2 separate regions of the Hordeum vulgare genome follow, and region 2 is linked to region 1. A link is a contact called in public Hi-C data. All regions are on one chromosome and are shown on one strand. The core of a region is the stretch at or near the end of the contact, and the rest is flanking DNA. Distances in the headings are between cores, read along the strand shown. Region 1 holds the start of LOC123452796 (putative chloride channel-like protein CLC-g). Region 2 holds the start of LOC123452800 (vesicle-associated membrane protein 721).

Region 1 (2,718 bases), core at 141-2,640:
TGGATGAGGGTGTCGAGGGTCTGTGGACCACGCACCTTGACAGCGAGGGTCCTGAGCGAGAAGATGTTGGGGGCGTCCACGCCGTTGAGGTAGGCCTTCACCTCCGGGATCCCCGACCCGCCGGCCGCCGGCGACACCGATGCCGTGATCGCCGTCGCGAGCAGCAGCAGCGCCAGGTTCGCGCCGGCGAACACCCAGAAGGCCGTCCAGTAGCTGCAGAGCAAGCGAGATCTCGGAGAGTCAGTCCGTCAGTCCGTCAGACAGACACATGGTGATCGAACCTGAATGGAATATTATTGCCCACAGTAGAGACAGGCAGACAAACAAACATGCATACAGAAGAAGAACATGCTCTGCAAAAACACACAAGAACTATTATTACATTTATTTATACCTGCTGGACTCCATGAGGGAGGAGACGGCGGCGTGCTTGAATCCGGCGACGTTCTCGACGGCGAGGTTGATGAGGAAGCCGACGACGCCGGTGATGACGCCGATGGCGAAGCAGAAGGTCCATTTGAGCACCACGTACCGCACCTGGTCCGCCTTGGCCCTCGTCCTCCAGTTCTGGTCGAACAGGTCGTTCTCGATGATCCTGCAACGCCATTTATGTTCAGCAGGAAGCTTGGCAGGTAGACGAAAATGCCAGGTGGAGCAAAGAGTATGGGCTATGGACCGTGACCCAACCCCAACGGAGGAAAACAAAAGGAGAGAGGCGCGCTAGATTCTTGATGATAAGACAAGAGGAACCACACAGGACACAGAACATCACACATGTCAATCCAACAACTGGGGGCACAAAACAAGAGAGGTTGTTGAGAGCACGATTGGATCCATCCGATGAAGAGATCCAAGGTAGATAGATGCTGGGCCGGTTCTTGAAGACAAGCCGCGCACGCAATTGAACCAAATCAACGGAAGGGGATGAGAGCCAGAATGACAGGCCACGAGCTCAGGAGGCGACTAGCTGGATATATCAATGGAGAACTCCGACATGGAAGCATGAAGAGGTGGTCTAGTCCAGTAGAGAGGGTGATGAACACAGCGGGAGGTTGGGGTTGACTGCTTACTCGTAGTCGAGGCTCTCGATGGGGCAGGCCTTGGAGCCGACCATGGCCACCTGGGAGATGTTGTTGGTGGCGCTGCGGTGGAGAAGGGGCCGCGTGAGGGGCGGCCGCTGCTCGTCGTCCTCCGTGATGAGGTCCTCCCGCGGAGGAGCCGTGGACGCCATGGCCAGCGTGGAGGAGCTTGCAATTGCAGTTGCAGCTGCAGCTGCAGAGGAGGTGGACCGGGACAGAACGGAGGTGGTTTAACTAGGAGGGAGCCAGGAGTCCAGGAGGGAGGACGGAGGGTGATTGGCACTGGCAGAGCAGGAGTATGTATTTTTTTTTAGGGGAAAAGACAGTAGGACTCAGAGGAAAAAAGAGTTACTTATTATAGGATCAGCAGCATCAGGGAGAGCTTATGTTATTCAAGAGAGAAAAACAAAAGGCGAAAGGCGTAAGAAAAGATAAGCTGACTGGTCATCGTCTACGGGTAGATCGGCAGCTTTGTGTCTTTTTTTTTAGGCCAACTTTACCGTGCGATTCCAAACATACGTCCATTTTGTCCGGATTCTGTCCGTTTAGGTAAGACGATGGAGTCATATTCGGGCCTGTTCTGCGATGCGGTGGTCGTGCGTCCAGCACACGACCGCATCATTTGGCCTCAACTTGTCCGCCTTAAAAAAAACAACTTTTCAAATACCAGCGGCCTAGTTCACGCCAACGGTCCTAGTTCATGCCGACAACACAGCCAGCGGCCTACACGTCCTCGTCGTCAACAAAGCCAGCGACTGGCAACACAGCCAGCCTCCAAAATAAATAGTTTTGTTCGCCGACAACACAGTCAACCAGTGGTCCGCGACTGGCAGTGCGGAGACCGGGCGACCGACAAGCCTGTGCTCGCCGGGCCGATGGCCGCCGCAGAGAAACCGACCGGACGACAAATGCCAAGCATGAGGAGGACGTGCGCTTTGTTGATGATGACCTCCTTCTCCTCGACCTCGGCCTTGCGCCGCGCGGCCTCCATCGTACCACGCTCGGCAGCGAACTTGCGCGTGGCGGCGTTGTCTTTCATGACCGCCCTCTGGTTTCTCCTCTTCGCCGATTCCGCGTCCAACTTGACGATCTCCTCCGGCGTGCACTCCGCCCGCGGCTTCCTTGGTGCCTTGGCCTTCTTCTTTTTGACCATTCCGGGCGGGTCGACGGTCGGGCCGTCGGAATTCGGCTGGGCATCGGCCATGGACGGGGGAGAGAGGGGGACGGCGGGACGTGGGACGGTTTGGGGGGAAATGGCGCCAAAAGGGAGGCGGGGGGGGGGGGGGGGGGGTCCTTTGTGCCACCGACACGCGGGGCAAGGGCGGACAAGCGCGTGCGACCCGCCCGTCCGCGCGTTGTCCGTTTCATTCAAAATCAACACAAAGTTGGGCCGGGGATGGATCGAAAGCGGATACAAAACGGACGAAAGCCCGTTTGCTTTCGCGTGCTGAGCCGTTTGCCTCGTTCGTTTTACCCAAAACGAACGCATGTGGAAAGAATGAGGTCGTGGGGTGGAGATGGCCTTATAACCGCAGGCATTGGAGGACGTTCTCGGCAAAGTTGTTGAGGCTCCTCGTGCTGAGTCGGCTGTTGGGAAATCCTTGTACGCCGTGAGCGACAGAGACGGCGGCGAACGGAA
Region 2 (2,718 bases), core at 78-2,577, 260 kb before region 1:
GTTGTAGAAATATTATCCATGAAACGCTTATACCAACTTAGATGCACCATCATAACGTGATCAGCTGTCATAAATAGAAGGCTGAAACATACCAATCACCTATGTTCATTGATTTAATTTATCACTGGTGAGAACATCTTCTAACCAATGACCTATCCACTTACTCTTCAAACAGATTAAGGGTATGAAAATAGTTAGTAAATGGCAATCACACCCATTAGAGAACACGGATATGTTGATACAGCTATATTATACTTTTTGTAATAGACTAAGGGGTAGTGCTTATTCGGAAACCTATACCATGCATAAATACAAGCTGGCATTTGCTACACGGCTCTAGGCTTCTACCAATCCAGCACAATGAATCATCTACCTTTCTACTATAAATAGACATCACGGCATGGAAGCAACAAATGAACCGCCAAATCAGCATAAATATGTGCTGGCATTTGATACACATGCCTAGCAAGCCGGCAACTAAGAGCCTGTCCTCTACTATAAATAGCACCGATATCCAGAGCCGGCACTAAATTGGTTTACTGCTGATGTCGGCCATTGCAACTCTTAAAACCATCGCCCAGTAGGTGTGGGATAAGAGGAGCAACGACAGTATTGACCGCGTGCCACAATATTGACCACGCACAGTAAGCATAACCAAACTGGAATTGACCAATACCCAACGCGCGACAAACTACGGGAGCAACTAGCAGAAGCGTAGAACAAAACCACGGGAGCAACAACCTCCCGCACGAGCTCCGCGCAGCAACAAGGCGATCGCCTGCCAGCAGCAATCGAAACGACCCGGCCGCAAATCCGGCAAATCCGCGAGATCTGCGCGCAGGAAGGCCGAATCGAGCGCGCGGCGCACCAGATCCACGCGGATCAGATCACGCCGGCGACGAAGCGAAGGGAGGGGAAGCAAGGATCGGGAGGGGAAGGGAGGAGGGGAGGGGGCGGGACTCACTGAAGCCGTCCTCGACGAGGTAGTTGAAGGTGTGGCCGTCGCAGTTGTAGGTGAACTTGTTGTTGCTGGCCGGGAGCTTGACGAGGCACTGGGAGGCGATGGTGGTGAAGTTGCCGGTGAACTCGGTGTACTCGGCCAGCACCACCGTGCCGCGGGCCACGAACGCGTAGATGAGCGACTGCTGCCCCATGGCTCCTCCCGCCCGCTCCTCCCTCGCTCGCTCGCTTCCCCGCCTCTCCGCCCTCGCTCGCCGCCGGTGGGGGTGGGGGAGGTGGGAGGGTGGGCTGCCGGATTGGATCTCGGCGAGGCTGCTGGGGGGAGGGGGAGGGGGGAAAGGTCGGTTTCGCTTTGGTGGAGTGGGAGGAGGGGCAATGGGGGGTGGTAAAAGAAAAAGAGAAATCAAAATTTGGTGGGTGGACTTTTTGCGGATCGGTCCTCGAAATGTTTCCGCCCACCGCGTGGAGACCCCTTCTTCTAGGCTGGGCTGGCCGTTCAACTTTTCCGGGGTTTCTTCAGGGTTAAGCGATTTGATTAGCTTAGCTGCCTCGTCGGAGGTCGGACCCAGCCGCGTGCGTGCGTGCCTTCCCCGTACCGCCGACGATTTAACTATCTCTCTCTCGTTTCTTCTTTTCTACTCCTGCAAATACAGTCAGATTACCACGAGTTTTGCATGTTACTCCCTCCGTTTCAAAATAAGTGTAAGTAACTTTATACTATTTTAGTATAAAGTTGTACTAACCTTCAAACGAAGGAGCCATTAAAATTTGAGCTTGTGTGATGGGTGGGTAATTGTATCAAACGGGGGGGGTCAGCGGAGGCTGTGATGGTGGCTCGTGGGCATGGCTGTGGCAACTTGGATCGAACACATCTAGAATGGACGGCACACATGTCACACATGTGACGCGCTTAAATTGTTGTAGAAAAATAAGACTACGACGCGGTAGACGGTGTTTTACTAAATCTAAATGTTTTCATGGCCAGCTATCACTTTTGACAGTGAAATGTATACACGATAGTCTAAGATTTGAGTTATGAGGTCCTGTCAAACTTTGACGTTCTTGCGCGTTCATCGGAATTTCGGTGAAGTTTTCCTATTTTTGTAGTTGGTTCAGTAACACTTGTAATCTCCGAATCTCGTGTTTGATTTGACCTAATTTTAAACAAAAATTTAAATCTAATCTCAAGGAAGTTCAATGGATTTCAATATACGAAATCCAAAAGAACTTGGGAATTTAAAAAAAAAACGAATATGCGGATGAGATTCAAAAAGTTGGAGCCTATTCAATCTTCATTGATTACGTCACATCATCTACACTCGGCATCCCAAACCGTCCCCAAAGGCCCGGGCGGACGGCTCGGTCACTGATCGGTCGTGAAAAATCGATCCAAACGGGCGCCTTAAAACATTCTTAAATGTCCGAGCTGTCCGACGGACCTCATATCCAGCCAAAATATGAAGCAAATATGGGGCGGTCCGGACGCGTCCGACACGTAGGTTTGGCCCACCCTGGCCCACACGTGCCCCACAAATATCCCCATCCAAAAAACCCTAGACCGTAGTCAATCCGAACCCCACTTCAGTCCCCTCTCCGTTCACTCCACTTTCGATCCTCTCTGAACCCATTAGATGCCCGGCACCAAAGCACCGCTGCCTTCGATGGGGAATTCGACTCCAACGACGACAGTGTGAGCCTACTACGTGATGCGGAGCCTTGACGATGTGGAGGAGGACACCCCCCGCATCGCGTTGAGGC

Evidence for each region. Hi-C and Micro-C count contacts between places; a contact is called where the count stands out from the background.
Region 2: a contact with region 1 is called in a Hi-C map of leaf, with 4 times the contacts expected there. The contact joins the promoter of LOC123452800 here to the promoter of LOC123452796 in region 1. A contact is called at or near these places in 4 of 6 Hi-C or Micro-C datasets (leaf and seedling).

The regions. Positions count from the first base shown.
Region 1 is chr5H:551,088,832-551,091,549 of MorexV3_pseudomolecules_assembly, reverse strand. LOC123452796 (putative chloride channel-like protein CLC-g) reads right to left here and starts at 1,390. Exons shown (of 6, transcript XM_045129513.1): 1 at 1,071-1,390; 2 at 395-595; 3 at 36-213. The coding sequence starts at 1,231.
Region 2 is chr5H:551,344,978-551,347,695 of MorexV3_pseudomolecules_assembly, reverse strand. LOC123452800 (vesicle-associated membrane protein 721) reads right to left here and starts at 1,327. Exons shown (of 5, transcript XM_045129518.1): 1 at 965-1,327. The coding sequence starts at 1,154.